Regions from separate parts of the Mus musculus genome. Here regions 1, 2, 3, 4, 6 and 7 are each linked to region 5. Evidence: chromatin contacts called from public HiChIP or PLAC-seq and promoter capture Hi-C data. All regions are on one chromosome and are shown on one strand. Each heading gives the region's core, a stretch centred on a gene start, on an enhancer-like site or on the middle of the called end of the contact. The rest is flanking DNA. Distances are from core to core; before and after follow the strand shown. Region 1 holds the start of Rpl27 (ribosomal protein L27). Region 2 holds the start of Vat1 (vesicle amine transport 1). Region 3 holds the start of Ptges3l (prostaglandin E synthase 3 like). Region 4 overlaps Dnajc7 (DnaJ heat shock protein family (Hsp40) member C7). Region 5 holds the start of Cavin1 (caveolae associated 1). Region 6 overlaps G6pc (glucose-6-phosphatase, catalytic). Region 7 holds the start of Cnp (2',3'-cyclic nucleotide 3' phosphodiesterase).

Evidence for each region. Promoter capture Hi-C pulls out the DNA fragments that hold promoters and counts their contacts. HiChIP or PLAC-seq counts read pairs in DNA pulled down with a chosen protein or histone mark.
Region 1: a contact with region 5 is called in an HNF4G HiChIP or PLAC-seq map of pancreatic cancer cells. The contact joins the promoter of Rpl27 here to the promoter of Cavin1 in region 5. A contact is called at or near these places in 1 of 39 promoter capture datasets (liver) and 2 of 115 datasets of contacts at active chromatin or transcription factors (microglia and pancreatic cancer cells).
Region 2: a contact with region 5 is called in a promoter capture Hi-C map of erythroid cells, with 2.1 times the contacts expected there. The contact joins the promoter of Vat1 here to the promoter of Cavin1 in region 5. A contact is called at or near these places in 2 of 39 promoter capture datasets (erythroid cells and pre-B cells) and 2 of 115 datasets of contacts at active chromatin or transcription factors (embryonic stem cells and pancreatic cancer cells).
Region 3: a FOXA1 HiChIP or PLAC-seq map of pancreatic cancer cells shows a contact between it and region 5. The contact joins the promoter of Ptges3l here to the promoter of Cavin1 in region 5. A contact is called at or near these places in 4 of 39 promoter capture datasets (hippocampal neurons, liver and pre-B cells) and 1 of 115 datasets of contacts at active chromatin or transcription factors (pancreatic cancer cells).
Region 4: a promoter capture Hi-C map of liver shows a contact between it and region 5. The contact joins the enhancer-like site here to the promoter of Cavin1 in region 5. A contact is called at or near these places in 10 of 39 promoter capture datasets (the C10 cell line, the HPC-7 cell line, HPC-7-derived erythroid cells and 6 more), 1 of 15 datasets of contacts at CTCF or cohesin (large pre-B cells), 1 of 484 Hi-C or Micro-C datasets (muscle stem cells), 9 of 115 datasets of contacts at active chromatin or transcription factors (embryonic basal ganglia, embryonic forebrain, embryonic limb bud and 5 more) and 3 of 9 other capture datasets (adipose tissue, liver and pancreatic islet).
Region 6: a contact with region 5 is called in a promoter capture Hi-C map of liver, with 2.2 times the contacts expected there. The contact joins the enhancer-like site here to the promoter of Cavin1 in region 5. A contact is called at or near these places in 6 of 39 promoter capture datasets (embryonic stem cells, fetal liver, hematopoietic stem and progenitor cells and 3 more) and 1 of 15 datasets of contacts at CTCF or cohesin (large pre-B cells).
Region 7: a promoter capture Hi-C map of liver shows a contact between it and region 5, with 10 times the contacts expected there. The contact joins the promoter of Cnp here to the promoter of Cavin1 in region 5. A contact is called at or near these places in 19 of 39 promoter capture datasets (the C10 cell line, the HPC-7 cell line, cranial neural crest and 11 more), 2 of 15 datasets of contacts at CTCF or cohesin (large pre-B cells and pro-B cells), 107 of 484 Hi-C or Micro-C datasets (the 63-12 cell line, the AML12 cell line, B cells and 71 more), 25 of 115 datasets of contacts at active chromatin or transcription factors (SST interneurons, T-cell acute lymphoblastic leukemia, astrocytes and 19 more) and 5 of 9 other capture datasets (adipose tissue, embryonic stem cells, liver and 2 more).

Annotation. Positions count from the first base shown.
Region 1 is chr11:101,440,838-101,443,537 of GRCm38.p6, reverse strand. It overlaps Rpl27 (ribosomal protein L27), which reads right to left and starts at 1,293. Exons shown (of 5, transcript NM_011289.3): 1 at 1,082-1,293; 2 at 733-815; 3 at 1-37. The coding sequence starts at 813.
Region 2 is chr11:101,464,806-101,467,505 of GRCm38.p6, reverse strand. It overlaps Vat1 (vesicle amine transport 1), which reads left to right and starts at 1,307. Exons shown (of 6, transcript NM_012037.2): 1 at 1,307-1,798. The coding sequence starts at 1,373.
Region 3 is chr11:101,424,029-101,426,728 of GRCm38.p6, reverse strand. It overlaps Ptges3l (prostaglandin E synthase 3 like), which reads left to right and starts at 1,401. Exons shown (of 7, transcript NM_001357574.1): 1 at 1,401-2,113; 2 at 2,461-2,574; 3 at 2,686-2,700. The coding sequence starts at 2,106. Rundc1 (RUN domain containing 1) reads right to left here and starts at 1,644. Exons shown (of 5, transcript NM_172566.4): 1 at 1,119-1,644. The coding sequence starts at 1,625.
Region 4 is chr11:100,602,032-100,604,731 of GRCm38.p6, reverse strand. The region is part of intron 1 of Dnajc7 (DnaJ heat shock protein family (Hsp40) member C7); the gene reads left to right. Among named protein-coding and RNA genes, the nearest start is that of Dnajc7, 16 kb to the left of the region's middle. Within about 2 kb of position 1,416, at least 37 of the 459 cell types and tissues checked have an H3K27ac peak or open chromatin away from gene starts, as enhancers often do. A contact at or near this core is called in adipose tissue, embryonic stem cells and liver, where this site is marked.
Region 5 is chr11:100,969,203-100,971,902 of GRCm38.p6, reverse strand. Cavin1 (caveolae associated 1) reads left to right here and starts at 1,286. Exons shown (of 2, transcript NM_008986.2): 1 at 1,286-1,913. The coding sequence starts at 1,437.
Region 6 is chr11:101,377,765-101,380,464 of GRCm38.p6, reverse strand. G6pc (glucose-6-phosphatase, catalytic) reads right to left here. Exons shown (of 5, transcript NM_008061.4): 5 at 2,562-2,700. Among named protein-coding and RNA genes, the nearest start is that of G6pc, 11 kb to the right of the region's middle. Within about 2 kb of position 1,309, at least 16 of the 459 cell types and tissues checked have an H3K27ac peak or open chromatin away from gene starts, as enhancers often do. A contact at or near this core is called in liver, where this site is marked.
Region 7 is chr11:100,573,684-100,576,383 of GRCm38.p6, reverse strand. Cnp (2',3'-cyclic nucleotide 3' phosphodiesterase) reads right to left here and starts at 1,445. Exons shown (of 4, transcript NM_009923.2): 1 at 1,316-1,445; 2 at 1-148. The coding sequence starts at 1,318.

The sequences.
Region 1 (2,700 bases), core at 44-2,543, 470 kb before region 5:
GGCTGTAAGGGCGGTCCGAGGTGCCATCGTCAATGTTCTAGACGAGAAAAGGGAAAAAGAAAAGTCACGTTACTGCTTCGGCCCCATCTTAGTAAAACTATGTTTACTGAATACACCCTCCACATCTCTAGATTACTCCTTTAATGCTAAGAGTCAACAGGACAGTAACTCTGAGTTAGCCAGTGTTGACTCCTGTCACAAGGAGATTTAGAAGTCCATCAAGGCTAACACTCAAAGTGACCCCTAACACCTTCCCCCATGAAGCTAGTTAAGGTTAAAGCCCAGACTGCAAAGCGGGCAGCCTAACTAACCGGTTCTAGCTAAATGACAGGAGCAGGAAGCTGGAGAGGCCAGTGGTCTTGTGGCTAGGACCACAAGGGTTTATAAAACTGGTAAGAGGCAAGTAGCAAAACGCTCAAACACACCCAGGGGATGCTCTCTAAGTGTAAGTAGTGTCTCCCATCCTACATCCTCTCAGCTGCCTGCAGCACCCATTACTTTGACCTTAAGTAACTTAACACCTCGAAACCTTAGTGCCGGAAATTAAGTTACTGCAAGAACTATACACCACAGCTGTAATATGTACAATACACAGTGGCCACCATTACTACCCATTATGCATTCGCCAGTGCCTATTGTTAGGACAGATCTTAAATTCCCATCCGGCTCATCTTATCCAGCAGCCGAAATCCGCACATGCAAGCAGTCTCAAGAGCCCCGGGGGTCTGGTACCTTCACGATGACGGCTTTGCGTCCGGAGTAGCGTCCGGCCAGGACCAGCACCACTTTCCCGGGTTTCATGAACTTGCCCATCTCTGCAGAGACAAAGACAAGGAAGGAGCCGCTCACAAGTGTGTAAAGCGGAAGGCCCCGGAGCCGACGTCTACCTGCGAGCCCCGGTCGTAGGCCCGCGACTTTAGATCACCCGCTGCCGACTCCGCCACGCGGCCCGGAGGTCCTGCTCGAGGGATGCGACTCCCCGTGAAGCCGCCAGAGGCTCAGAGTCCGAATGAGCCCAGCAACCCGACCCCGGGACCGCGATGGCGGCGGATTGCAAGACCCTCTCCAGGCCTTTACTCACCGACAGCAGGCAGCCGGCACCCAGCAGAAAGGAAAGGAGGGCACTTCCGCTAACCTTTCACCTTACGGAGAGGTGGCTTCACTTCCTGTCCCGCCTCCCAGGCCCAGCCATGCCCCACGGTTGGTGGTCAAAGTTGTTGGCGGAAGGAGCTCGTCAGGGAGGGTCGGGCACTGCGTTTTTGAACCAAGCTTTATTAGCAGCACGAGCAGCAGACAGGAACAGAGCGTTCCGGTTCCGGCGTGTGGAGGGAGGAGCGAGGATGACACCTGAATGTGAGCTCTGTTCTGTCCCCTTCATTGCTGTAGTCCCCTACTCTGCCACTAGGAGGAGGACAGAGTCTGAAATTCACAGTTTTGCTTTGTAAGACCGGGCTTTGCGGGGGTGTGTGTGTGGGGGGGTGTGGGTGTGTGTGTGTGTGTCAGTGGTGGGCGGGGGTGTGTTTGTGTGTGTGTGTGCTGCATAAACCTGTAATCCCATCGTTTGAGGGGCTGAGACAAGAGTTCCAGTTCTAGTCCAACGTAGGTTACATAGACTCTGTCTTCCATAGGTAAATAAATTACAATTTATTTTAATTTAAATAATTTAAAATTATTATCCATAAGAAACAAAATGACAGCCGGGCGTGGTGGCGCACGCCTTTAATCCCAGCACTTGGGAGGCAGAGGCAGGCGGATTTCTGAGTTCGAGGCCAGCCAGGTCTACAAAGTGAGTTCCAGGACAGCCAGGGCTATAAAGAGAAACCCTGTCTCGAAAAACCAAAAAAAAAAAAAAAAAAAAAAAAAGAAACAAAATGACCTCCTCGCGCACAGTTAGATGAAAAATGAAAAATGGAAAAGATCAGACAGTATCCTTATCTCCAACATTCAACCCGATGATGTCAGATATTGACTACAATAAGCATGTGGTACTCCTAGCTTTTAAAATATATTTTTAAATTAAAATATATATTATATATTTGTATATATATATATATATATATATATATATATATATATACACACATATATGTTGAGATTTAGATTTTGTTTTGTTTTGTTTGGTTTGGTTTTTTTTTTGAGACAGGGTTTCTTTGTGTAGCCCTGGCTGTCCTGGAACTCACTCTGTAGACCAGGCTGGCCTCGATAGATTTATTTTTATTTTTTTGTATGAGTATTTTGCTTTTTTGCCTGCATGTATGTATATGCACCAAGATGAGTGTCTATTCTCCAAGGAGGTCAGAGGAAAATGTTGGATGCCCTGGAACTGGTTTTACAGATGATTGTGAGTCACTGTGTGGGTGCTGGGAATTGAGCCTGGGTTCTCTGCAGATCTTCTGCAAGAGCAGAAACTGCTCTAAGTACCATCATCTCTCCAGCCCCTATTTATTATTACTTCAATATTTTTCAGTTCATTTTTTTTTTTTTTAAAGATTTATTTATTATTTTATGTAAGTACACTGTAGCTGTCTTCAGACACACCAGAAGAGGGAGTCAGATCTTGTTACAGATGGTTGTGAGCCACCATGTGGTTGCTGGGATTTGAACTCTGGACCTTCGGAAGAGCAGTCGGGTGCTCTTACCCACTGAGCCATCTCACCAGCCCCCTTTTCAGTTCATTTTAAAGGACTTATTTTCAGTTAT
Region 2 (2,700 bases), core at 58-2,557, 500 kb before region 5:
CTGGGCCAGAGCTAAGCCCCAAAGCCAATTTCAGCCTCATCTCAGACTAGCAATAAGCAAACCGCCATTTGCATGACATCTTTTGCCTAGAAGAGGATGGAGAAAGGGGCTTGGAGGGCTGTGATCGGGATGTAAAGTGAATGAATGAATGAATGAATGAACAAATAAATACACATACATACATACATGCATACATAAGTGAAAAAAATCCTTCTTTAGCCGGGCATGGTGCTGCACGCCTTCAGTCTTAGCACTCATGAGGCAGAAGCAGGCAGATCTCCCTGAGTTTGAGGCCACTCTAGTCTATATAATGAGTTCCAGGTCAACCAGGTCTAAATAGAGAAATCCTGTCTCAAAACAAACAAAACTCTTCTTTAAGTCGAAGATGTTCATTTTAATGTTATCTCGTTTTGAATAACCGTGTAAAGGTAACTAAAGCACACAATCTCATCGCTGTTTTACAAAAAGTAAACAGACACACAGCATTAACACCCAAAACTGTTAAGTTTAAGTTAGAGATGTAACTCGGGAGTAGAGCTACATTCATGAGGCTCTGGGTTCTATCCTCAATTCCAACAAAAGGAAAAGAGAGTGTGAAAGAAAAGGGAGGTGGTGGCACATGTCATTTTAACCACAGAACTCCGGAGGCAGAGCCAGCCTTGTATTCATGGCACCTTCTAGGCTCCAGGCCAGACCTGGCTACATGGTGAGACCCTGTCTTAGAGGTTCTCATGCTTGTAGTTTGCCACTGCAAGAACATAGTGAGTAAGCCGGGCGTGGTGGAGCACACCTTTTATCCCAGCACTTGGGAGGCAGAGGCAGGCGGATTTCTGAGTTCGAGGCCAGCCTGGTCTACAAAGTGAGTTCCAGGACAGCCAGGGCTACACAGAGAAACCCTGTCTCAAAAAACAAGCAAACAAAAGAACATAGTGAATAAAGTCTGCTTATTAGTAAACGGTAGAGTTCAACCTGAGGCACAATTTCACCGGAGTCTGATCCACAGGTGGCTAGATTATAAATTCAGATTTTAAATTATCCTTCAGACTGTGTCACGACAACTTTTAATTCGTATAAGGCTTTCTACGAATAAATCAAGTCTTAGACTCGGCATGCCCCAGAATCTCCTCATGCTTATCAGTCACACGCACGTACACCACCACCCTCCACCTGCACCGCTAGTCTTTTCGCGCCCTCGCAGCTCGGTCAGCAGAGGGACTAGCCCTTTAAGTCCGCCCGCGAAGCCCCACCCCCCGAGCAAGGCCCCGCCCCACCCACTGGTGTCCGCAGCCTGCGCTCTTCCTGACGCGTGTCCCGCCCTTCCCAGCTGTGCACCGGTTCTGTACAGCTGGGAACGCACGTCGCGAGTCTAGCCATGTCCGCGGAGAGGGAAGCAGCTGAGGCGGCCACTGTGGCAGCGGCGACCGAGGCCGGGGCGGAGACCGGGACCGGAGCCGGGGAGGGTGCGCCTTCGCAGCCCCCGACAGTCGAGGTGGCAAGCGACCCGCAGCCACCCCCGGCCCCCGAAGCGTCAGCATCCGCTTCGGCACCGCCACTGCGCTGCCTGGTACTCACCGGCTTCGGTGGCTACGATAAGGTGAAGCTGCAGAGCCGGCCGGCGGTGCCCCCGGCCCCGGGTCCGGGTCAATTGACGCTGCGCGTGCGAGCCTGTGGGCTCAACTTCGCCGACCTCATGGGCCGCCAAGGGCTGTACGACCGACTACCGCCTCTGCCGGTCACCCCCGGCATGGAGGGCGCGGGCGTGGTAGTGGCAGTGGGCGAAGGCGTCGGCGACCGTAAGGTGAGCGGTAGCAGGGCAGGAGTGGGCGCGTGCCGGGGGTGTGGCCGGGCCGGGAAGCCAGCAAGGACGCGGGTGGACTAAACATGGAACACATGGAAAGCAATTTATGTCTCCAGGCGTCTGGGAAAAGGATTTACTGGGAACTGGCAACAGTGTTATTGCCCCTTCCCAAAGCATTTTTTAGTAGTGGCCGCCGCCCCAAGCGGAGTTGGGGGGAAAACAATAAGGCGCCCAGGCGCATGCGCAGGATGACCTGCTCGCCCCCCTCCCACCCCCTTCCCCAAGTAAAACCACACCTGTACCCCTGCCCACTAAACACTCCCGGGGCAGTTGTGGTTTGTGACTCTGAGTGGTGGCTAACTCCCCCTTCCCTCCCGAGGGAGCTTTGAGAAGCTATGTAGATGGGGTTAGGCGGAGGCTCAGAGGCCGTGCCAGAGCGCTAGTCACATGCAGCCCCGTGGTGTATGGGGGTGTATGACGGCCCCTCCCCGAGCTGGGCCAAAGGGGACACACCCATCATGGAGCCCAGAGAGGCTGGCTTCCCCCACCGCCACGGGCCTTACGCTACTACTCGGGTATTTGACGTGGGGGAGGCGGGAATCAGTCTCCCATCTTTGTCTTGGGCTTGCTTTCTCGTGACTGCAACTCCATCCCTTCTTCAGTGACTCAGCTAGCAGGCCACGACCCAGGGTTACCCTTGGGAACTTCCGGCCCAAACCGCTGCTCCTCCTCCCTTTCAGAGGACCCCAGCCCCCGAAATCCAGGCGGAGCCCATTTGGACTAGGGTAGGGAGGTGTGGCACCTTGAGCAGGTTGGCCCAGCTTTGCCGGTCTGTTTCTCGTTTATCATTAATCACAGCCATAACCTTGGCCACATGAGACTTACAGAAGACCAGCTTTCTG
Region 3 (2,700 bases), core at 152-2,651, 450 kb before region 5:
TGGGTGCCACCCCCAAGACTGTTCCCTTTGCCCCCCCCAAAGCAGAAAAAATATATCATTTTGCCCAAAGAATGTACTTAACAATACAGCTGCTTAATTGGCAGAGCGAGGACAATTTTTTTATGTCATTACCTTGACAATTTTTTCTGAAAGTGACAATAAAAAATAGAGACAGTACCATCTCTGCCCAGGACCTTCCATGGCATTCAATACTGGACAGGGCCTGGCCACTTTTTAAGTCTGTTGACTTGTGGTTGACTGCTCCTTGTGCAAGGGTATATGGGTATGAGAAGGAAGGAACTGGAAACACTTCAGATCAGCATAAGTCACTATCTCCTACCAATAAGTTTTCTTGGCTAAACCATTTTGAGTGGGAAGAAAGCCACATGTGGACTGCAATCTGCACAACAGGAAGCGGAAAAGGCGGCCTGTCTCAAAACTTCCAGCTTCCAGACGTTCAAAGTTTGTAAGGAATCTTCCCGCGTTGTGGTTTACAGAATTTCCTTGCTTCTTCGGTGTACTGAAGAACGCACTGGTCAGTCAGAAGGCCCCGTTCAGAGAACCCCGTTATTAACCAGGATGGCAGAGCAGTCTGAAAACACTGTCAGGACATCCTTATAGTCAGGTGTGTTTCTTTCCACTGCCAAGGGATGGTGTCTGTTCACCAAAGCCGTCACTGAGATAAGACAGCATAAAGATCACAGCCTATCTATATGCCAAAAAAAGCACGGGGCATTAATTTCAATTTCCATGGATTCCAATTCACTTCCCTTTCACTTAACACTTCTCCCGTTCCCAATGTTCATTCTATCAATAAGTGCTCAGGGTATATACTTCAGGGTAGAGAGAGTGACACAAATACACACTCAAGTACCTCAAAGTCGACAGAGGCAGCACGGCTTCCATTACCAACTGCCTTTTCAATACTCTTTAAGGCTCGCCATATGTCTTTCTGCATCTTCCTGACTCTTCTCTCTATCTTGCATACACGTGCCTATAGTACTTCCAGCTCGGTCGCTCCTCACCCTTTCTACCTCGGTCCGTGTCAGCATCACCACCCACAAACTCCCCGCCTGCATCATCTTCATCCGCATCCGGAACTAGCGGCAGACACTCACCTGGTCCTCACCCCGCACCCGTGGCCGGTCCCCCGGCAGCACATCGCTTTCGTCACCGCCACAAGGGTCTGCCAGCCCCTCGTAACCCAGGACGTGAGGACAGCCGCGGAAGGCAAAGTCTTCGAGCTCGCGCAGGAGACGCTGCTGCTCCGCCGGCGCCCCGCGCACTACCTGGCGCAGACGGAACTGCACCTGCGCGAAGTGCGAGGACAGCGCGAGCAGGGCCGAATCCAGCTGCCGCCGCTCGGCTTCCAGCCGCCTCAGCGTGCGGACAGTCGCGTCGGATGGAGAGCCCGGAGCCGCTCCAGGCTCTTCGGCTGCCGCCGCCTCCGAGAACGTCGCCGCCCCAGGACCGGCCTCGGCCACTGCCCCCACGGGAGCCCAGCGCACAGTCTCGCATGGTGGCAGCGACTCCTCCTCCTCTTCTTCTTCTTCCTCGTCCTTCGCCTTAGGCCCGACAGCGGTCACCACAGTTCCTAGCTCCGTAGCCACTTCCACCGTCGCCATCTTCCCGGAAACGCCGCCCGCACGTCAGTGGCGCCCCCTTGCTGCCATGGCAACGGGCTCTGGCAGGGAAGCCTGGACGAGTGGTGGGCGGGTCTTGCACTCCTCCAATCTCGGGAGGGCCCGCCCCCTCGGGACTTTAATGCATTTTGTGAATTAGACACTTTGAGTTGGAGGAACAAGTGAATGAAACCGAGAACAAGTAACTTCCTGCATATAGGGGCTAGAGTAGCCCTTTCCCTGGATAGAGAGTAGATATTGTATTTCTGATATGTTTATTTCTGGAGACCCCGAGATGTAGAAAACGCTCCCGGTGTCCTTCTGGAGTCCAAATCACTCTTGCTGTCAAGCCAACTTTCTTTCCCTCCCTCGCAACCCTTCCTCCTACCATATAAGGAGAGGCAGCTGCTAGGAGCCTCCTAGAATCTAAAGATAGAGGCCTTTTCTTGGGACTCCAAAAGCCACGGGGCAGCTGGAGTCACCATGGAACGGTGAGTTTCAGGCCGCCATCATACAGGTCCTACATATTCCCCTGTCCGTTTTCCTGCAGATTTCCTCTCCCACATTTGTAGAAGCCGCTGAGTCTGCCCACCAGCACCCCAGACTCCACGTCTCTGTGACTGTGGGTGAGAGGGGGTGGTGAGATCTGAACGTATTTTCTAACTCCTTACTTCCCTTGGCTCTCTGGGTTTATTCTCGCCACCTCTGCCCACTCCCACTACTCCCCTCTGTCTGGTTCAGTGGCACCACGTACGACTCTACTGTCTCCTCCCTCCACCTTTCCATATTGCCTTCAGTCTTGCCCACCCCTACCAAGCCCCACCTCCAACCTCTTCAGGCAGCCTGCCCGGACTCTGTGGTACGACAGACCCAAATATGTTTTCATGGAGTTTTGCGTTGAGGACAGCACCGACGTCAGTGTGCTCATTGAGGACCACCGCGTCGTGTTCAGGTAGTAGTCTTCCCCTGTGGACTGGCCTGGGGTCTCAAGAACCGTTCCTATCCTCCTGGTGTCTCAAGAACTTATCCTGTCACTTCCTATGTCTCTTTACTGTAACTTTAGCTGCAGGAATGGTGA
Region 4 (2,700 bases), core at 167-2,666, 370 kb after region 5:
TAGTTGAGCATGGAACTCCCATGGCTCACATAATAGTGATGTCCACTGAAATCATCATTTGGTTTCCATTAGAAGCCAGCAGCACACTAGGCACATGGGAGGGAGCAGTGTTGAGGAAAGACCACCAACCAGTAGTCCATAACAACTACTAGCTCTGGGTCCTGTTTTTTGTTACTAATAAGCTTTGTGCTGCTGGCACAGTGGGGGTGCTTTGGTTTTCCTCAAGGATCTGGCTATTCTTAGTCACTGCTGACTGACGAAGCAGCTAGATTTTAGTTGCAGATGGGTTAGTATCTATGCCAGAGTTTACTACATTTCTTCAAAGTGCTTTTTTTCAGCTTCTGGAATCCTGTTTAGGGAAAGCCCATGGAATCTCTTGGCATGTCTGCTCTTAAAACATACGCTTTTCCTAGAGTTTTTATAGCACTTTGCTTAATTTATGTTTCAAGGAATTTTGTATATTGCATTGAAAGATTTCAGTTGAGACTCTTAAGTGTTGCAGGTGAGGGAGGCTGTTCCTGGGTTCTTGTAGTAGCAGATGGCCTTTTTATAGCATTGTGACAGTTAGTATAATGAGATTTTTCAGGCCGATTTCCACCCAGCAGAGTTTAAATCTGTCAGCATTAGTAGGTCACCCCATTTTCCTCCTCCTTTCTCCCAGCAGTCTTTTTATGTCAGTGGGGCTTACCAGAGCAGTGTTGGGGACGAATGGAAGTGAAGGGAGCTTTGCCAGTTTGTCGTTTGAAACATGTAAGAAATGAACCACAAATCTCTCCTGTGCTGTGTCACAGGATCAGGCTGCAGTCAGTCCCCTATCATCGCCATGAACTGTTGCTGCCAGGGATGCAGTCAGCGACGCAGTGATGTCCACTGGCCTGGCGTGTTCAGATCCCCGGGTTTGATCCCCAGTTCTAGAGTGGGACACCAAAAACTCTGACTTCTGTCTCTCCTCTGGCAGCCGTGGACTGGTTTCCCTTTTGCATAGATGGCTATGGCAAGTAGGAAAGGAAACAAATCCTTAAAAGAAACATGCTTCAATAGTTAGGCTGCAGTAAAGAATCATCTATCATTCAGTTTGGGAAATAAGATGTTTTGAGGTACTTCTTGTATTTTTTCATCTCTGAGACAGGTTCTTCTGTGTAGCCCTGACTGGCCTGGAGCTTCCTATGTGCTGTACAGACCAGGCTGGCCTCAGAGTCACAGAGATCCACCTGCCTCTGCCTCCTGAGAGCTGGAAATAAAGGTGTCTGCCTCCACACCCAGCGACTTTGGGTACTTTTGATAGAGTTCTCTTGCTTGTTCTTTTCAATACTGTTTGTCCAGTCTTGTCTTGACGCCAGCTGGTGGGTGGACAGCACAGCGTGGTGGGCGGACGGCACGGAGAGATAGGCACTTCCTCCGGCATCTGACTCCCTGCTGTCAACTTTGCTCTGTCTTCCATCTTACACAGCACACTGTCACTCCTTGGCTATACACTTTGACTGTTCTTCCAGTGACAAATGGGCAAATGACTCTCAGGAAACGGAATTAAGATTCTCAAGGCTGTGTCCCGTTTCATACTGAGAAGTCAGTTGTCCCCAGTGGAAATTACCTACAAATGTAGACGTTTGCAAATATTGACGTATCACAAGTTTATAATCCTAGCACTTGGTAGGCTACAGCAGAATTGCCACAAATTCAAGGTCAGCCTGGGCTACATGTTAGGACACTGTCTCAAACTCAGCCCTTCAAAAAACAAAAAAGAGGCCGGAGTTGTGACATTCTGGAAAATTCAGTGCTGCCTTTCAGTGGCTCACTTACTAAGTATAAGTGTGTGTTTATTTTTTAAAGACTTATGTATATGAGTGCACGGTTGCTGTCTTCAGGCACCAGAAGAGGGTCTCAGATCCTATTGGTTGGGAGCCACCATGTGGTTGCTGGGAATTGAACTAAGGACCTCTGGAAGAGCAGTCAGTGCTCTTAACTGCTGAGCCATCTCTCCAGCCTGTGTGTTTGGTTTTTTTAAAGATTTATTTATTTTATATATATAAGTACACTATATCTGTCTTCAGACACACCAGAAGAGAGCATCAGATCCCATTACATATGGTTGTGAGCTACCATGTGGTTACTGGGAATTGAACTCAGGACCTCTGGAGTCCTGAGTTTTAGGAGCAGCCAGTGCTCCTAAAAGCTGAGCCATCTCTTCGGTCCGTTTTTAGTTTCTGGGTTTTTTTTTTTTGTTTTTGTTTTTTTAAAGATTTTTTAAAAAAATTTTATGTGTATGAGTATTTTGCCTTTGAGTATGGATGTGCACTGCTTATTCCTGATGCCTTTAGATGTCAGAAGAGGATAGTGGACCTCCTGCAGCTGGAGTTACAGGTGGTTGTGAGCTCCCATGTGGGTGCTTGGAACTGAACCTAGGTCCTCTACGAGAGGACCATCTCTCCAGCCCCTGGTTTTGGTTTTTGATACTAGATCTCAGGTAATACAGATATCCTCAGACTTGATGTGTAACCAGGGTTGGCTTTGAAATCCTGATCTCCTGACTCTACACCCCATGTGTAGGATTGTAGGCATTTGATACCATACCTTGTGGGGTTTGTTTTGTATTACTGTGTTGTGGTTTTGACACAGTCTTGCTCTGTAGCACAGGCTGGCCCCAAAATCACAGAAGTTTTTTTGTCTCAGCTTCTCCAAACTCTGGGATTTCAGGTGTGA
Region 5 (2,700 bases), core at 37-2,536:
ATATGGCAATCTGCTCCACACGTTGGTGAATTGATTGATTAGATCGACGACCCTCGAGTCTCCACAGAGCAGCGTTTAACTTAAGGAGGGTGGGCACCAGACTAGAAGTGACCTTTTGCCGAGAACCCATCCAGGCGGGGAACCCCAAGCCTGGTTTCCTAATCAGGGAAAAGGTTTTCAGTATCTCTGTGGGAAAGGGAATTGGGGTGGCTCCAGGGATTGCTGAGGGCCTGTGTCTAGAGACACAGGGCAGCCTGTGTCTCTAGACGTCTGTGCTAAGGACTTTTCTGCGCCTGCTCAGAACTGCCAGCTCCTTGGTGTTCAGCACCATGAAGAAAACTGTTCGCTTCCCCATTCGGTAGTACCGCTATAGTTGCCCCAATTCCTGCCCCAGGGAAAGGTACTGAGTACCGGTGGAGTTCAGAGACCTGGAGCTAAGAACAGATGGCAACAGTAACCTGGAGTGAACCCTGGAGAGCCACCTGCCTCCTCTTGGCCTTCTTTTCTCTGCTAGGTAAAGAGATGGGGTTCCGTGATCTCCCTGAATGCTCACCTAATATCCGAGAACCCAAGGGAAGAACGAGTCCGACGCTCACATTCTTAGAATTAGCTAGATATCTGCTGGAGGGGGCCCTGGGAGAAGTGACCAAAAGCTTTTACTTTATAATTTACTTCTCGCCTTAATCATGCCCTGTCCTTACAATTCTAAGAGAAACCTAGAGGCCCTTTCTAGGCCGTCACCCTTTCTGTCATTTCATCTCTTCCCTCTCTCTCACTAACAACCCCACAAGATTTGGGGGACAGTGGTAACTCAGTGTATAGATAGACGATGGGGGCAGACCCCCAAATCTTTGAAAAAGATTGTATAGGGCAAGGATCCTCCAAGGACATGAGGCATAGACACAAACTACTCGTTTACACCCAATTCACGCGCCATTTGGACCTCAGCTTGATCTTAAAAGGCTGGAGTGGGTTTGTGGGTGAGGAAAGAGAAAGAGTAGAGCACACTCCGAAGACCTAATTCCTTTCCGCAGCTCACATTCCTCTGCCCCAGTCCCGCTGCCGCAGCCTCCACTGCCAAGGGGGGCCCTAGACTCCCGCTCCAACTATTCCAACCATCCTGAACAGGGTGGGGCGCCCAGCTCTTGGGTTCCCCTCTGCTGCCCCTCCGGGGTTGGTCTCCCCTCCTGCCCCGGTTCCTCCCTTTCTGGGGTGGGGCCAGCCAATGGCCGACGGGACTCCGGGTTTGGTCTAGGAGCCGGGCAACTCGCAGATTCCCCGCCCCACAGTTCTGGCTAGAGTCCCGGTGCGCACGGACGTGGCTCGAGTTTCCTCCGCTCTGGGCTCCTGCTCGCTGTCCAGTCTCTCGCTCCTCCTTCTCTCCCGGTCTCCCGCTCCAGTTCCACCCGGTCGGCCCCGCACGGCTCCGGGAAGCCATGGAGGATGTCACGCTCCATATCGTTGAGCGGCCGTATTCCGGATTTCCCGATGCTTCCTCAGAGGGCCCGGAGCCCACCCAAGGGGAGGCGCGGGCCACGGAGGAGCCGTCGGGGACCGGCTCCGACGAGCTGATCAAGTCGGACCAGGTGAACGGTGTGCTGGTGCTGAGCCTTCTGGATAAAATCATCGGCGCCGTTGACCAGATCCAGCTGACCCAAGCCCAGCTGGAGGAGCGACAGGCGGAGATGGAGGGCGCTGTGCAGAGCATCCAGGGAGAGCTGAGCAAGCTGGGCAAGGCGCACGCCACCACGAGCAACACCGTGAGCAAGTTGCTGGAGAAGGTGCGCAAGGTCAGCGTCAACGTGAAGACCGTGCGCGGCAGCCTGGAGCGCCAGGCCGGCCAGATAAAGAAACTGGAGGTCAACGAGGCGGAGCTGCTGAGGCGCCGCAACTTCAAAGTCATGATCTACCAGGTGAGCCCGCGGGGCGGACCGCGCCCAGAGCTGGGGTCCCGGCCTGGGATCCGGGTGGGGACACCCGGCCGAGGCTCGTCTCTCCGCCAGCCCGGCCTGGTGAGAGCGGTCAGGAGCTCCTCCCCCCTTCCTGTGAACCCAGTTGGAGTGGGGTTTAGGGAGTGGCAAACTCTTGGGGCTCACAGAGGGGCGCACCCTGCGCCTTCCTCTCCAGGCTCCTCCCCACGGTCTCTAACTCCTATCGGAAAAGTTAGCGGGCTAGACTTGGGAACGCTGAATGCTCCCAGCTTGTCTCTGTCAAACGCCTTTCCACTTGGAGGAAGTTTTTTTTTTGGTGGGGCGGAGAGAGGGAAAAGGGAGGGAATGCCCGAGGTCTCTGGTGGTCTCTGTATGCCCCTCTGTAAGCAGACACTAAAGGTGGGGCCCGGGACCTGGGGCCTCCGGCGCTGCGGGCCCGATATAGCGGGTGATTCAGGGCTCAGGCACGCAGTGGCGGGGGCGCCATGCAAGGGACACGATCGTCAGCCCCCCACACCCTATCCCCGCGCCCCCGCACCAACCTCGGCTACCCACGCATGTCCCTAGGCCGCGATCTGCCCCTGGCCTCCAGGCACTTTCAGTTCCCAAGGGTCTTGCAGTGCGCGGGCGCCCTTGGCGCCTGCTGGGAGCGGGTGGGGCAGGTAGGGTGGGCGTTAGGAGTGTAAGTGGGGCGGGTGGAGGTGGCGGTCTGGGCGCAGTGAATCACCCCACCCCCGCATGATTGCGGGGGCCATGTCCCGAGCTGTGA
Region 6 (2,700 bases), core at 60-2,559, 410 kb before region 5:
CTTCTTGATTGTTAAAATGGCCCCACCATTGTGACTAGATCCTCAGCCCCTCCGTGTTTAAGCATTTGTAATGTGAGTTGAGTGATAGTAACTTCTCCACAGTGGTGTTGAGAGGATGGCTGTTTTGAGGTTTGGTCTGTTGCTATGTACTGTAATGCTAAATACTGGTCCCCAAGATCTTGCTGCCGCCTCACTACACCAAGTGACGCTATGTGCAACCTTGCTCCTTTATTCAAAACGATTGGTTGAATAAAGATGCCTACAGCCTATAGCTGGGCAGAAGAGAGGTAGGTGGAGTATCAGTTCCTGGGCTTGGGGTCTGAGGCAGGACTGACCATGAACAGGGAGAAGAGAAGAGGAGTGGAGAGAGGGGAAGACACCATGGGGTAAGGGATTGTGAGACCTGGCTATGAGGGCTGGCCAGTGGGAGTAAGAGCGGCTCAGGTGGAACGTGGCAAATCATTTCTCAGGGTTATTGACAGAGTAGATATAATAGCATAAAGGGTAGGTTCTGTCCAGCTCTAGTGCTTTGAAGGCTTATTATACATATAAAGGTTGTGGGTCTTTTATATGGGAACTGAATGATCAAAGGTGGGGTAGAAACCTCCCCCCCCACAACTGAGATTAAATAATTCCTACAACATAGATGGCATAAACTATAGAGAGAACTCATACAGCAAACTGACAAGTGTTTTCTGTTACTGGTGGGCTTGTCACTGGCACTACTGGGATGCTGAAAGCTTTCCCTCCACCTAGCATCCTCTGGCAAGGAACCAGAGTCGGGAGCATCGAGCACAGGGCCCCAACCTGAGTTATGGGGTTCGATCAGACAGATGATAACCAACACCCCTCTTCCTGTGTGGGACCATGAGAGTCTTTGCCAGGCTTAGATCACTGCTGAAACTCTCAAGATTGGTATGAACACTCACCCTCCCTGAAATAAACACATTCCAGGAGTCTGGGGCAATCGATCAGCTCTTGCCTCATGCAATGTAGGGTTATGGTGAGGAGGGAGCGGGGTGAGGCTTTGGGGGAGGGGTTGTAAACCAGGATGAAATAAATTGCCTAACAGAAGCTTGAAGTAGCTTCTTTGAGCATTCCTGGGTGCTTCAAGCTTCCTTGGGCTTTTTTTTTAAACCTATAACCCTAACCCTTGCTGAACCCAGCAGGTAACTTGTCTTGTCCTGCTCCCTCCACCCACAGCTTTCATGCAATTGCTTCACTTGGCAGTGGCTCTGCCCCGTGCTCCTCCAAATTGCGATGTAATCCCAGAGCAGTGCCTGCTGACCTGTGGTCTGGTAACCAGTGTGCTGTCTTGGCCACTTGGTCTGATGCTCAGCACTGAGGCCAGATTGTAGTCTGCCTGCTCACTCAACCTCTCCTAACCCTTGTCTTTCACAATGATTGTTAGCGTGACTTTAGTGATCAGCAAGAGAGCCTTCAGGTAGATCCCCCACCCTGCCCCAGCCTGTCGATTGTATAACACGTCAGGAGCTGCACATGGGGAAATGGGCACGAGAATAGTGTGAGGAAATAAAAACTCTTAGCCTCAATGCCTTTGGTATTAGGGGGATGAACCTAGGACCTTGCATACACTCTGGTCACTGAACCAGATTCTCAAAGTGTGTGAGTGTGTGTGTTTGTGTGTAGAGCAGGGGTCAATGTTGCCTGTCTTCCTCAATCCTTCTCCACCTTATTTTTTTGAGGCAGGGTCTCTCATTGACTCTGTAGTTCACCAAACTTAGACTGGCTAGGCAACGTATAAATGGATGATGGCATAGTCACTCCATGACTTGGTTAAAGGAGGGAGGGTTTTTATTGTAGTGTGTGTGTGTGTGTGTGTGTGTAACCTCATGTGCTGTTTCTTTTTTTGTTTGTTTTGGTTTTTGTTTTTTTGAGACAGGGTTTCTCTGTATAGCCCTGGCTATCCTGGAACTCACTTTGTAGACCAGGCTGGTCTCGAACTCAGAAATCTGCCTGCCTCTGCCTCCCGAGTGCTGGGATTAAAGGCCTGCACCACCACGCCTGGCTTCATGTGCTGTTTCTTAACACCCTCCACCTTTTAAGACAGGATCTCTCATTGGCCTGGAACACCACCTCATAAACTAGGCTTGTCTCCCTCCCCCTCCTGTCTCACCATTGCTGGTATTATGTGTGGCCGGGCGTTGGTGGCGCACACCTTTAATCCCAGCACTTGGGAGGCAGAGGCAGGCGGATTTCTGAGTTCGAGGCCAGCCTGGTCTACAAAGTGAGTTCCAGGACAGCCAGGGAACAGAGAAACCCTGTCTCGAAAAACAAAAAAAAAAAAAACAAAAAAAAAAGATGTGCACTACCAGACTTGGTATTTTTACACGCATTTTGAGGACCTGGGTTCAATTTCCAGCACCCACATGGCAGTTCACAACAGCTGTTAACTCCAGCCCCAGGAGATCTGGAATCTGCAAGCACCAAGCACGCACATGGTGCATAGACATATATGCAGACAAAACACCCATACACATAAAACAAAAAGAAAAATAATTAAAACAAAATAAAATAGAATAATAAGCAAGACTCCATTCTTAAATAAAATGTTGCTTTAATAAAATACTGCACATGTAGTTTTCTTATCAAAGATATTAGAAACAAAGTGCTTGGTGTGGGTGAAAATATATGCATCATTTGTAGCAAAAAACAAAGAATTTTTAATAAATAGCTTTA
Region 7 (2,700 bases), core at 196-2,695, 400 kb after region 5:
TCTTGCACTCGTGGAGGGTAGCCACCGTGTCCTCATCTTGAAGGAAAGGGAACTGCAGCTCTGGCTTCTCCTTTGCTCCTGAGGATGACATTTTCCTGAAGAAGAGCTTGGGCAGGAATGTGTGGCTTTTGCGGGTAAAGCTTGTGTTCTGTGTAAGAAGGGAGGAGGAGATGTCAGCCCCGGCTCCTCAAAGCCAGCCCGCAAGCACCACACCCTAGTCTCTGGCCGAGTTCTCCCAGAGGGGGACCGCTTGTCAGTTGAGGAATCCCCAAGCCTAACTTAAAGCACCCTTGAATGGTGGATGCTTTCCCCGGAGGGGAATGGTGGATTTTCTTCCTCGCAGTAGATCCTTCAGTATCTTCAACAGCTGGGTTGTAAGGTAGAGGGAATCTTTCTGAAGCTACCTAACCTCTTAGTCTCTGGCTCCAAGGATCACTCTCTGCTCCCCCTCAGAACACCTTGGTGACAGGGCACGCAAGGGCAGCAAGTGCCTGTGGCTCCCTGTCAGCCCTAACTTATATATTCTTGGCACCTCTTAAGGATGTCCTGTTTGGAGGCCTGGGGCTCTATGTATGGGCAAAGCCACAGCTGCCTTGGCTCTCTTGAGTGTGCAGAGGAGGGTGAGGGCAGGGGAGGGTGACCCAAAGACCGCCTCCCTCCACCCAACAATGGCACCAACAGATAATACTCTCTTGTCTGGGTATAGGGGGACAATGGTCCCACAGAGGGCTGGTGGGGGGCAGGGCAGGAGGGCACTGGACAAAGGGCATATTCACAACCACCTCCTCCTCTGCTCTCTCAGTGCGCCCCCTCCCCCAATCTGTAGGATTAGGGCACAGGGCACCTGTATTCAGAGATCTGTGCCCCCTATTCTGCTGTGTGTTAGCAGCACCTCTCTGACAAAAACAAGACATAGCGGTTTCAGTTGTCATCTACAACGGCTTCCGCCCCTGAGAATTTAGCTGGCTTCTGGCTTCTCTATAGCCTTGTGCAGGAACCCACTCCCAGCGCGGGCTCCACAACAGCCCTGCACTCTCTGGTGCTACCCAGACCCATTTGCCAGCTGGTGTCGCCAAGGAGCATCGACTTTCACTTCCCTGCGGCGATATTTCCTTCTCCAAAGACACTAAGACTCCCCCAAAATATCCCCGCTCGCGCCCCTTGCCTTAGGGCTGCCTTGGAGGACCCAGAGGCAACTTCAACTCCGGAACCTGGTGTCCTCATTTGCAAACTACTTCTGCCCATGCATCCCCAAGAATCTCGCTTTCAGTTAGCCTCTCTCCCGCCCCGGCCCCCACGCACGCGCTGCGCTCACCATGATGAGTGGGCGCACCGCCGTCACCGCCTTTGCGGGTACTATGTCTCCGGGGCCGCCCGCCTGCGTGAGGGACACGGGCGTCTCCGGGTGTCCGGGGCCCCCCCACGCAGGGTCCCTTTCATAGCCTGGGGGCGGGGCGCGCGGACAGGGCGGGGTCAGCCCGAGCCTCTGCGCACGCGCCCCCGGGGAATGGAAACCTGAGTGCCAGGAAGCAGCGGTCTGAGCCTTGGCAGAAAGTAAAAGCACACCTGGACTCTCAATGCCAAGAAAGAGTCCGCCACGCCACCTCTTTGTTCCTTAAAAGTTAAAGTTTAACTTTTTCCCTTCTCTGAGACAGGAACTCACTATGTAGCCCTGACTGTCCTGGAACTCACCATGTAGATCAGGCTGGCCTGGTACAGAGATCTGCCTGCCTCTGCCTCCCAAGTGCTTGGATTAAAGACATCACCAGGAGAGAGATGAACTCTTAAAACAGGAGGCAGTTGCCTTTCCTGGGTTCCCAGGCAGGCTGGGATGAAATGGGTGCAGTCAGATAGTTTAAAATTTTGAAACAGGCTCATAGACCTTATCACAACTGACATGTGAAGGAAGTACCATTCAGGCCACGAAACCAGGCCGATAGGCATCACCGCCTCCTAAAACAAAAACAAAGACCTAATTCATCAAAGTCCATAATTCTGGGAAAGGCCCTAAATGTCCTAACCTTGATTTTTGGCTCCTATAGTCTGCTTCTGACTTAGGTGTGTCAACACAGGATGTGGTTTTTATGATTAAAAGCCTACCCTGAGAAAAGTGCTGGGTGGTGGTGGCACACACCTTTAATCCCAGCACTTGGAAGGCAGAGGCAGGTGGATTTCTGAGTTCAAGGCCAGCCTGGTCTACAGGGTGAGTTCCAGGACAGCCAGGTCTACACAGAGAAACCCTGTCTCAGGAAAAAAAAAAAAAAAAAAAAAAAAGTCTAGTGAAGGGGCTGAGGGGCTGGCTAATAAAGACTTTCTATTGGCTTCCGCTTGGGTCTAAGCAGTCTTCTTTGCTGGATATCCCCCAAAAAAGGTTTGTTTTAAAGATGAATCTCATGTAACCCAGGCTAAGTTCAAACTCTCTATGTAACAAAGGGTGACCTTGAACTTCTTATCCTCTTGCTGGAAATTCATACATACAAGAACATGTCAGCTGTTTAAGATGCTGGGGTTCCTGCAAGCTAGGCAAGTGCATCCTAGCTTCGAGGACGTGGTGACATTGTTCACTTTCACTTTTTTCTTTAATCCCAGCACTTGGGAGGCAGAGGCAAGCAGATCTCAGTGAGTTCCAGGCCAGCCTGATCTGCAGAGTGAGTTCCAGGACAGCCAGGCCTACAGAGAGACACCCTGTCTCAACAAAAC